3 separate regions of the Zea mays genome follow, and all the other regions are linked to region 1. A link is a contact called in public Hi-C data. All regions are on one chromosome and are shown on one strand. Each heading gives the region's core, a stretch centred on a gene start, on an enhancer-like site or on the middle of the called end of the contact. The rest is flanking DNA. Distances are from core to core; before and after follow the strand shown.

Region 1 (3,988 bases), core at 636-3,135:
ATTAAGAGTTCATAGTTATTATATTATTAGAAACTACCCAGATGATTAGATAACGTTGTAGAATGTTATACAAATGATTATGTATTGTTGTAGAAAGCTATAGAAAACGATTAGGTGTTTCTTACTTCTCGACTTGTTTATATATGTAATAATATCATATGTGTACCATTGATAATTTTCTCTAGGACTAGGAGCAAAATGAGTGCAGCTTGCTTGTTTCAATCATGTGTCATGCCGCGGTTCTGAAGCCGTTCGGCTGGCTGGTTGGCTAAAATGAGTGCAGCTTGCTTGTTGTTAATCATTTTGTTTTCCCCCTAAATTTGCATTATTTACTTCGATGTAACGGCAACAGAATACAATTTCAATCCACAGACTCAAAGGTAGATTAGACTTAAAAGAACGGAGAAAAGGGAAACCATTATTCTCAACCATATATGTGGTGTTTAATTTCTTGGCTTCCTCGCTTGCGCCACTTCTTAATTCTTCCATTCATTACTCAGATATATGATTTTATTTTCATTGCGTAGTAATAATTAATAGCACCCATGGAAGATATTTATCTTCTGTTGGGGGTCCCAAACTATCTTGGACTTGGATCATGTTTCTGGGATGCAGATGGATTGCTCTCAACAGTGGGATGAGGCAGGAATGTCACGGTTGAGATTATTTTTCATATGTTCTACTAAACTCTGCAGTGATGACTACACCAGGAGAGAAATTCTTGCTATAAGGGTTGATTTGATGACAAGGGATCACGGGAGGATTGGAGGAGATTGAGGGTTAGTTAATTTCTCTGTCAATCCCCTCCAATCCTAATTTCTTCCTCAATTCCCTCTAATCCTTCCGTGATCCCGGGTCACCAAATCAGCCCTAATCGATAATGGAAAGCAGGAGACTCATGTAACAATGTCCTAGAATGCCTATTTGAGCGGACAAATGACTATTTGAGTGGGCAAATAGAGTGAAGCAAGATTTTCCCTAGAAGTATCAGCAATGGCATTACTTTCATAGGCTACTATAACAGTTCACGATCAACTCAATATTAAAAGTTTACAAACTAACCAATGGGATAAATAAGATTGTAAATGATATTCGCTGTTAATCCTGAAGACATAAATTGAACATTCATCAATTCAGTAGGACTCCAAGACCAAACATTCGAAGTACACACGCACAATATACCTGAGAGCCCCAGGACTAAACACGAAGAAGTCTTCATGGCAATACGAAAAGAGACATGGCTTGGAGTGTGTCCCATACAAGAAACCGACGGTCACCATTCGGGACGCCGACCATCTAGAAGCGGAGCTTGGTAAAGAACCACCTGTTCTTGCCGGTCTTGAACCTCTCCTCGAGGCGCGCCTTGGCGGCCTTGCATGCGGCGACCTTCTTGTCGCGGGTGGAGAGCGCGTCGGGCCCGCCGGTGGCCACGTCCTTGAAGTCGACGTCGAGGGTGTAGCGGGTGGGCATGAGGTGGGTGAAGTTGACGAGCTTGATGAAGCACTTGACGCGCGACTTCTTCGCCGTCTTCTTGGCCGAGTCCCTGCGGACCACCTTCTTGGGGTACTTGGCGAGGCCGGCGACGAGGCAGTGGCCGTAGGGGCGGTCGCGGGTGCCCTCCTCGAACACGCGCACGATCACCGCCTTCCTGCCGGCGAACCGGCCCTGCAGGAGGATCACGGCCTTGCCGGGCTTGAGGAACTTCACCATCCTCGGGTGCTGGTGCTGCTGCTCCTGCGCCGCCGCCGGGAGTGTAGGGGTTGGGAGATGGGTCAAATCGGAGCGCGCGGGAGGCGGGGAGCGTTATATAGGATGGCGGCACTAGGGTTTCTGGAGGCTGGGTTTCGGCTGTTGGATCCAGGATCGGACGGTGGTGCCGCGCTCGGGCTTCAGAGGTCGTGGTGATGGGTCGGATTTGGGTCCGATCCGAGGCTGTCATCTGGGTGGAGGCCCAACTTGAACCCCTACTGTTTTTTTCATTAACTTACTTTTACAGGTGACAATCATTTCGTTCCTCCAAACAGTTGTTCATCTTCTTCAAAAACTATTCTTCTGGACCAGTTCTAGAAGAGATGACGAGCCATGGCATGTGTAAGGGCAGCTTTAGTACCATCAGTTCACGTACTGCGAACTTAACAAGTTTAATTTGGTTCGTTAGCCCCTGCATTCTGTTGTCTGTTCATTTGTTCATTGGTTGGTCACAAAACAAATTACCACTCTGTTCGTACGCGCGAAGCTCTGCTCCATTCACTACACTACACCTCTGTAAAATCTCTGCCCTCATTACTGCCCTGCTACTCTATTGGAGGGGACCAAACCAGCCCTTAAGGTAGCGTTTGGTTCTAGAGACTATTTGGACGGAGGGGCTCTGTTTCAGATTTTAAGGATATAATGACTCTGTTCTATGTTGTTGGCAGTTAGAATAGAGTCGCTCTATTTTTTGTTTGGTTTTAAGGTTAAGTAGAACAGAGCGGCTAGATCCTGTGTTTGGTTCTAGAGTTCAACAAAACAGAACTTTTTATTTAAGCGTGAATTTCTATAAAATTTCAAACATCCGGCCAAGATTAAAGTGCACTATTTATCACTATTCATCCGAGCATCCCTTATGCCTTTCTTCATTGCCGCACACGGAGCAAGGAACCAGTGAGGAGCGAGGCGCTCAGGAGCCGTTAGACCAACTCCAGCAGACTCCCTCTCCGTATCCGTATTTAACACGGCCAACAGTTTCTCTCTCCTCTCCGTATCCGTCCCCGTTTCCAGCAGACTCCGTATTTGCACTCCGCATGCAGTCTATGACAACTGGGGCCCGCGAGCAGGAGGGGGCGCATGCAGTCTTGTGCGGAGAGGAGAGAGAAACCGTGGAAAAGGGGAGTGCAGGTACACGGCGTGTGTTTTGCGGAGACGGATGCGGAGGCTGCTGGAGAGTGAAATAGTGACTTAGAGCGTGTATAATAGGGATACGGAGTGGGATAGCCAGTGCTGCTGGAGTTGGTCTTAGGTTCGGTCGATTTTACGGAGCCACCAGATACAACATCTACAAGGAATATTCTTAAATTGGAGTGGCTCTATTCATTTGGAATCGAACCAAACAACTTCAACACTGGAATAGAATGACTCCATCCTGTTAAACTCTTGAACCAAACACTACCTAATATAACCTGGATCTTCTGCTTGCCTGTCGTTCCCCATTCAGTGCAGTTCCCGTCAATCTTTTAAGTGCTGGGACTACAGTTCGAAGTTTCCGTTGCCCTCCCATTCGCTTGTAGGTGTAGAGGAGCTTCCACCATCACCAGCACCCAGCGGCTAGCTTGTAGCCATAGTTTCAGAACGTGATGATTCCATCAACCACAAACAAAGATGTAGGGGAAGTTAGGCATGAGAGGGATCGGGACAAAGACATGCAAGATTACTGCAAACATTGTACCAACCAAATTTAGCTTTTCCATCAGCACCTTTCATCTCTAATCAATGCGGGAGTGATGCTCGTGATTGATACAATTCCAAACTAGCAACATGACTGAGACGTGGTTATGTCGTCGACCATGCCTAGGCGAGATGTTGTCCCTCGCACGCTTGCTCTCGGTCTCCTAGCTCACATCTGCCTTGACAGTTGCTGGGAAATAAAATAATTTTTTTAGAAAATTAGTGATATCTGATATAGGAGTGGATATGTAGTCTTGCTTTGTATTATGTTTGCTTCCAAGTCACAACCACCACCTATTCTCACAATTCCCAGTTTATCATTATATTTAACTCTGGACTTTATGAGAAACAAAATTCAGGTTAATCGTACCTTAGCTTGTTACATGAGGAAAAAATAATTCTCTGCTTTTGTTCATAAGTTTATTGAGTAGTAGTATTTTTTAGAAAAAGCTTGTAAGTAATATTTCCTAAGTACACCAAACATAGAGATTATTGTTGAACATCCGCCTATAGGTGTCTGTAGTGGTTGCTCATTGCTATGTTCTAAGGCACAAGGAGAAATGGG
Region 2 (3,988 bases), core at 1,100-3,599, 210 kb after region 1:
GAATTACAAACCGCATAAAAGTAGAATGACCTTTTAGTCCATAAATGTTTGAGTCGCTGTTGTAATCCCTTATGAGGGGCATAATTGTAATTCCTCACAGGCTGTGTCCCGTGTCTATAAATAGTGAACAATATTCCTTTACTGTTCACGCATTCCTGTAATAGTGATTGCACCATTCGGGAATCAACCTTTTGCCAAGGCAGAGGTATTACTGTATCCAATGCTTAAATATATTAAATAGATATAATATGAAAGTAATGTTGTTCGTTTATAATTTATTCACCTTTGACGCTTCATATTTTATATTACTTTATTCAATCTATTAGAATCCAATTACGAAGATTAACCTTCGTAATCATATTGTCTTTAACCTTCGTCCAAAGTTCATTAATCCTTAAGGGAATAATGCTTCGTTGGACGAAGGGCATTAACATTTAACATTTTATGTTGTCTTGTTCTTGATTCATAGCATTTGAGAACAAGTCCCCAACAGCCGTGTATCGCGTCAGAGCCCATTAGGGGCGAGTCCAGGGGTCACGCACGCCCTAATACTCTATTTATTCAGTAGCCGCCACATTTAGGTTTGGGTTTTGCTTAGATCAATTCTGTCATCGAACAGTGTCGCCGTCATCGGCTTGTGAGACCCCATCCCGTAATCAATACAATTTTGGTTGTGTTTCTTTCATGTTCTTGCTTGTGTTCTTGATTGCGCTTGCAGGGATAAGCCTTCGTGGCGAGGTCATTCGTGTGTCACGGGTGATAACCAACGAAGCTGTGGTGTAGTGATCGCGAGGAACCGTTCGCTCGGAGCCTTGGATCATCAACGTCGAGATCTCCACTCAATCAAATTATCGTATCTCACGGAAGATCGGGCCACATCTACTATCAGAGTGAGAGCTTCCCAACATTGACCTAGGCAGCAGGGAAGCTAAGAGGAAATACCTCGAACACCTCATGGGCAGCACAACTGAGGGTCGCATGCGGGAGTTTGGTCGCCACCAGTTCCGGCCAGAATACCCATAGGAAGGAGCGGGCGGAGGTCAGTAGGGACAGCGCGAGCTCCTGGAGTTGCACGGGGCGCATGATCATCAGACTCCCGAACGGCACGTAGGCCACATACCCACGCGACGGTGCGTCCAGGAAGGGAGTGCACCCCGCCAAGTCGAACCGCTCCAGCTGCAGGACTTGCACCGAACCGTTGTCATGGCACGAGACATCGACGTAATCGGTATATGAGTTGCTGGGCTCCTCGTCGAAAATAGACTCTCTCGAAGCTCGGACTGGACCTTTGGTCGAACACCTTGAGCGTCGACGGCGGCAGCGCCGTGCAGGGCCTCTCGGTGGTGATTGTGTAGAGGTCGTAGAGATGCAGTTGCGCCTCCTCGAGGGCGCTAGTGCCGGAGGTGGCTGATGCTGTGACGAAGGCGAAGGCGGCGCTGAACTCCCTGTCCAGCTCAGTGCTGGAGGCCCTAGGAATGCTCGACTCGACGCGAGTAGCCGACTCGACGCGACTAGCCGACTCGACTCGTCGCGGGGGCTGAACAAGTTCTCTGTCGTGTTGTCCGAGCTGATGCCATCGGACAGGCCTGCCTCCATGAGTCGCATTTCGTCGAGCAGCTTGCGGATGGCGGCATCTTGGTGCTCCATCACGGAAGATTGGGGTCGCCGCAACACAACAGCAAGCAGGTACAGGAGACTGAATCTGATACCAGATGTTAGCGTACGACTATGGCGTGGGAAGCAGAAGGAAGGAGGACCCAAGAAATAGAAGGCGGGGGAAGAAGATAGGGAAGAGACGACGACAACCAGCTGATGTGTTGTGCTTTTCGATTAGAGGACATATCTAGTGCACATGGATGATTGGTGCACATATTAAATCATCACCACTCATTTTAGATCTAATGTCTCTAGTTGATTATTCAATTTACAAATAACACCTTCCACCACTACACACCACCACGTTGAAGGGTGTCCTTAGCAAAATATACCAAACAACTAGAGACATTAGATCTAAAATGAGTGATAATGGTTTAATATGTGCACCATGTGTACCAATATTCCATGTGCACCAGTTCGATTAATCTTCGATACCCCTTTTATAAAACCACGGAACATGTTTATATTGTCACACGGCCAGCCCAGTCTCACCCGGCTCCAAATACACGACCCAATCGGCCCACTTGCTCGCCCGTTGCTTTGCTTCAGCTGACGCGGTCACTTTCCTAGCTGCTTCTCACGTTGCTGACAGCCTGGCTAGTGGCGACCGTCTGCCTGCCCTGCACGCCCACTTGCCGCCGCCCCGGCTTCGTTCCTGCTACCACTACCGCCATCCCGACCGGCTCGCGCGCCACCGCCATCTCCTCCTGCGCTCGCCTTGCTGCCGCGGCCGCCCCCACCTCAAGGACCCAGAGGGGCTGCCCTCGATCTGACTGACCCCACGGGACAGGATGGACAAGGGGAAATCGGTGGTAGCCGAGCTGTCGGCATCGTCCAGCTCGCTCCCGTCGCCCTCCTCCTGTAAGCTCCCTAACTCCTGTTCGCTTATGTGGGGTAACTAACTAGGAGTAGCTGGTTATCAACTGATGTAGAGTTGTAGACAAAAACCAAGAGGAATCGACTGACCGTGTATTGATTATGTCTGACTCGAGTTTCCGTTATTGATTCCGTGTGTTGGTTTCTCTTGCTAGACAAAAGATCTATATACAGAATTAAGAACTTTCTACGATGATAAGTATTTGTGCTGTGTTCTTCGTTTTGATCATTCTATTAATTAATGTGATTTCAGGAAGATACTAAACTCCCGCTAATTGGCATGTATTCCATATTTCTAGTTGTTTCCTGGATAATTTTTTAGGCGAACTGCCAAGATGATGACATACCAAAGTTAAGTTAAGGGGGTGTTTCGTTACTTTAGTCACTCAACTAATTTTTAGGGACTAAATTTTAGTCCCTAAAATTTCTATTTGGGAGGCCTCATTTAGGCATACCATTTGATAGTTTAGGGACTAAAAGTGACTAAACTTTAATCACTAAAATTTAGGAGGTGGAAACCAAACACCCCCTTAGTTTATACGAAATTGAAATGAAGGATTGGTGGATTGTGTTAGTAAACTCATCCAGATTACTTTATCAGTCATTGACTTATTGTGCAGACCAGAATCATTCAATCTTACTTCGTATTGGTTTCCAACTGTCCTTGTAATTGCATATGCAGCATTATCTCCAAATGTTGACTTCAAAAATGTATTTCAGATCCTTTCTCAAAGAAGGCTAAACCTCGGAAATTGGTCAGCTTGTGCCTGGGCACCCTTGGTCAGCATCTTGAAGATATCATCACTGATATTTCAGAATTTGCTGCCTTATTTCCACCCCACATAACGGTATCTTTATGCATTTTTTCTTTTCTCTGGTTGTCAATTTATGCATCATTGCATCACTGCCAGAATAAATTGTGCATATGTTATATAAGGTTTTCGATTGTTAGAAAAGTGCCCAGTTAGTTGCCGTGATAGTGTTCACTAACTGAAAAGAAAGGTGCATGTTCTTGGAGTTACTTCTAATACCATCTGATGGCTCCCAAGTCCCAACACTGATTAATTTGTTTACAAAATGCTCTTCTTTCTTCCAGTTGACTTTGTGGGTTGTAACTCTTGCTTCAAAGTGCGAATATACAGTCCGAAAGAAGTGTCCATCTACATTTCTTGTTTGATTGCTGTTGAATTTGTATTTTAAAGTTTGGATATAGCATATACTAGAACGTACAACACTCATATTAATGTGAATCTCTGAGCTTAGCTAGACCTTTGCTGTTTGCTAGCAAAGAGTTGCAGTTTTTTGTTTGGGGGGGGGGGGGGGCTGGCCAGGGTATTAACTATGTTTTTTTTCCTGTGTTCCACTTGAGAGTCATGGTCATGTTGCTCTTCTTGAAATAGGCACACATGTTCTAATTGAACCTCTACGGTCTAGGTGACGTGGTGTGTGGTTGTAT
Region 3 (3,988 bases), core at 666-3,165, 180 kb before region 1:
CCGGACACTAGCATCCAATCAGGCGATCTGTGGTCTTGTTCAGCCTCTCCTGCGTTGCTGTGATCCGAGGATTTGTGGGTGGGTGCTTCGTGCTGGTGAACCTAACTTATTTTTATGATCTTTGAATTTAGGTGGGAAGAGGGGGCAGGGAAGAAGAGGAAGTGGGGGTGGAAGAGTCGGGGAGAATGAGCGAGGAGAGGCCGGTACCGTGGCGAGAGAGTCCGTGGGGTATGCCCAAGGGCGACACGCGACAACCGAAGGCGCATAACTGTAACTAGGGGTGTAATCACTCGGATCGAATACGGACGAATACCAATGAAACCATATTTTTATATTTTTATTCGGATTCGAATACGGATAGCTTCGAATACGAATACAAACACTGAAACACCACTAAATAATTATGTGTCGAATGCGAAGCTAGTCGAACACGGATAGCGTCGGTAACAAATATTTTTGTGGAATATCGTGTTAGACACCATTACACACATATCATAGTTATTGTAATCATTTAGCCCTTCCTTAAGTCCAGGCATTAAAATGCAATTAGATTCATAAAGTAGTCTAGATGTTGATTGAAAATTGCAAATAAGTTATCAAGAGTAGTAAAGATTCTATAAGAATATAACCTTAATTACCCACACAAAATAATAAAAGTGAAGTATTGTTTTAAGCTGTGGTGAGCTTTTTCTTTGACACAACACAAGCTTGGCAAAAGAAGTGTGGGAACACCGGGTGTTCTCGAAGAACGTACCAAATTAAGGTTCATTGTACGTGGCTGCTTATCAGAGTTTGTGTAGGTTGATCTACAGTTTCTCCGACCCGATTTGTCATGAGATGCTTCACATGTTCTGCATGTGATGAGTGTTGTTTGACAGGACTGTTAATGGAGGTTCTGCTTCCAAGCGATCATATGCTTACTATAGTCGCGGCTAAGGCACATGCCCTCTCCAGCGTGTCTTGTTCTACTGACATGATTTTGTCGTGATAAAATTGCTCAATTTTGAAACAAGGGTTCTAGAGATTGATTTTGTCGTGATAAAATTGCTCGGGCACATGTCCTCACCACCATGCTCAATTTTACATGAATCTACAAATCATTGACGCGTACCGAAACAAAGCTTTTTATTGGGAGTGATTTTTAGATGAGGCAAAACTTAGCCGCCTCTACAGTGACTTATCAGACGTCCTTACAAGTCCTAACCATATAGTAGTGTAAACAATGTTGATGGTCATTATCTTCAAATAAACAAACGAATAAATAAAAGTTATCTCCGAACGTAAAGAAGCACAAATAATAAACAAAAACAATGAAGCGCTAAAGCCTCCTTGTCCTCTAACAATGTTTATGATGCCTCGACGTGAAGAGATTCTGTAATTAGAGCCAGAACTGTCGTTTGCATTTTTTCCATGAGACATACCAAACAACAATTTCACAAATGGCTTCACGTAAAAAGCAATTCTTTCTTTTGTATTAAAGAGGTGATGTCAAATTGCAATTTATCAGATGCAATCCAGCACGGGCAACCAGCCAAAACAACAGTAGCCCTAGTCAACAGCCAAACCTACGCTCTTAACCCATCTCTAAACAAAAAAACAATCGAATCCAGCGCTACCGTGCTTGCAGCCAGATCCGAATCCACCGCTACCGTGCTTGCACCTACGTCCGCTTGCGAGCCATAACCAGACGAGAAGAGGCTCGCTTACCATGGTTGCGTGGAGCGACGGGTGACCGGAGCGGAGGCACGCCTTGGTCGAGATCACGAGCACGCCGGCGCCGCCGAAACTTCCGTGGGGCGACGGATGAGTAGTGCTGGTTTATCTACGAGGCCGCAGCCCATTAGGGTTTATTAGACCCAGCCCAAAGAAATTTCCTCTTTTGCCCTCTCTCTTCTGTCACTGCGGCTGGCCCCATCTCTTACACCAGACCGTGCTTTTTTTAGGAAGAACACACGTTCTTTATTATTGGTTCAAAGTGAAATTAATCTCTGCTAGCTGCTTCCATAAGCCAATTAAAGAAGCAATCTAGTCAAAATAAAATAGGAGCCAACTCTATAGTCTTACTTGCACAAAGGTGAGCTACCTCATTTCCCTCTCTATTAACGAAAGATACATCAAAGGATCTGAAAACCACACTCCTCTATCTGATTTCTTGTCATAAACCTGCGATATCATTCCTTCTTCCCTCATCTGACCGGAGAAGAGCCACCAGGACAGAGTTGTCAATTTCTAAAATCACTTTTTCCATGCTAAGCATCTGGGCCAGCACCACGCCATCACGAGCATCCAAAGCTTCGCTGGTTAGCGCATCAGGGATGTGTTCATATAACTGTGCTGATGCCACCAAAACCTCTCCCTGCGAGTTCCTCATCACCACACCCACAGCCCCTTTGCCCGTCTCAGCAACAAAAGCAGCATCCGAGTTAATTTTCACCCAACCTTCCAATGGCGCTTTCCATTTAACCCGACAGCGCTGAGAGGCTTGCGACCCTGGCAATTTTAAACGAACCAGATCCTCTAGCATTTTCGCCACATGACTCATTGCAGCATATGGATTCCAACGGTCACGCCCAAACCTTCTAGCATTCCTTCCAGATCATAAGGACTAGGCACCACAAATAACCATCGTTTTAACTGAGTCAGTGAAGTGGTCGTTAGCCAATAAGTGCTTTGCCCAAGTGACCTAAAAAAATGGTAGTTTTATTCCCGTGATGTTTTTAACCACTCGCCAGAACTGCTTTGCAACTGGGCAATCAATAGCAATATGGAAAGATGATTCTCCTTCCTCCCCACACACTTTGCAGAAAATTTCATGAAGAATATGTCTTCTCTTCAATTCCTGTTTGGATGGCAAATAATTATGAAGGACTCTCCAACAGAAAATTCTTATTTTTGGAGGTATATTAAGCTTCCATAGTTTGCTCCACCAGCATTCTTCATTTGATGAACTTGCTGCATTTACAGCATGAGCCTTCCTGACACTTTGAGTCTGCTTCAACATTCGATAACATGACCGAACTGAAAACACACCATTTTTCTCATGCGCCCAACCCAGCACATCAGCATCCATCCGAGTGCCAGGCCTCAGCTTCAGAAATTCCTCAGCATCCATAGCAACGAAAGACTTCCTCACCAAATCAACATTCCAGCGTCTAAAGTTCGTCCACAGATTGCACTTGGACTCCTTCAAGATGGACAGTGGGCTTCAACTGCCGAAGACTTGGAATCCAGTTGTCCTCCCAAATACTTATTGAAGATCCAGGACCCACTCTTTTAATCAAGCCCTGCCATAAAGCTTCACGACCAAACAACACAGCCTTCCAGATTTCTGAGCTCTGCTTCCTTTTATTTGCTTTCAAAAAGTCACCATTGGGAAAATATTTCCCTTTAATGATCCTCGCACAAAGAGAATTAGGCCTTGTCATTAGTCTCCATCCTTGTTTTGCAAGCATCGCCTTGTTAAACAGAGGTAAGTCTCTAAAGCCCATGCCCCCACTCTTTTTAGGCATTGTCAACTTGGACCAACTTTGCCAATGAATTTTGTGACTGTCTACTGCACTTCCCCACCAAAAATTTGAAATATAAGTCTGCATCTTTTTACACACATGTGCTGACAATTTAAAACAACTCATGGGATAAGTAGGAACTGCCTGAAGATTAGCTTTGATGAGCACCTCTCTGCCCGCACAACTAAGCTTCTTTTCACTCCACCCATACACAAAGTTTCTAATACAATCAGCATAAGATTTGATCACGCCATTTCCAGCTGCTGTCGGTAGGCCCAAATATTTTTCTCCCAATACTTCGGATCTGATCCCAAGAGACTGCAGCACCTCCTGTTTCCCTTCCTGATCGCAGTTAGCACTGAACAAGACACCAGATTTCTGCTTATTAACCAACTGACCTGAGATCTTATTATAGAGATCCAGAATCGAAGCAATCCGGTCAGCGCTCCTCTTATTTGCCTGACCACAGACCACACAATCAT

The links. A called contact is a pair of places that touch in the nucleus more often than the background predicts.
Region 2: a Hi-C map of tassel shows a contact between it and region 1, with 4 times the contacts expected there. The contact joins the promoter of LOC103629633 here to the promoter of LOC100280556 in region 1. A contact is called at or near these places in 12 of 25 Hi-C or Micro-C datasets (bundle sheath, ear, endosperm and 4 more) and 2 of 3 datasets of contacts at active chromatin or transcription factors (leaf and seedling).
Region 3: a contact with region 1 is called in a Hi-C map of ear, with 2.2 times the contacts expected there. The contact joins the promoter of LOC103629631 here to the promoter of LOC100280556 in region 1. A contact is called at or near these places in 2 of 25 Hi-C or Micro-C datasets (ear and tassel).

What each region holds. Positions count from the first base shown.
Region 1 is chr6:100,168,279-100,172,266 of Zm-B73-REFERENCE-NAM-5.0, forward strand. LOC100280556 (60S ribosomal protein L27-3) reads right to left here and starts at 1,886. Exons shown (of 1, transcript XM_020539317.2): 1 at 1,014-1,886. The coding sequence starts at 1,710. The coding sequence ends at 1,297.
Region 2 is chr6:100,374,423-100,378,410 of Zm-B73-REFERENCE-NAM-5.0, forward strand. LOC103629633 reads left to right here and starts at 2,350. Exons shown (of 6, transcript NM_001329209.1): 1 at 2,350-2,517; 2 at 3,253-3,380. The coding sequence starts at 2,448.
Region 3 is chr6:99,984,704-99,988,691 of Zm-B73-REFERENCE-NAM-5.0, forward strand. LOC103629631 (40S ribosomal protein S14-like) reads right to left here and starts at 1,916. Exons shown (of 7, transcript XM_008650714.4): 1 at 1,708-1,916. The coding sequence starts at 1,710.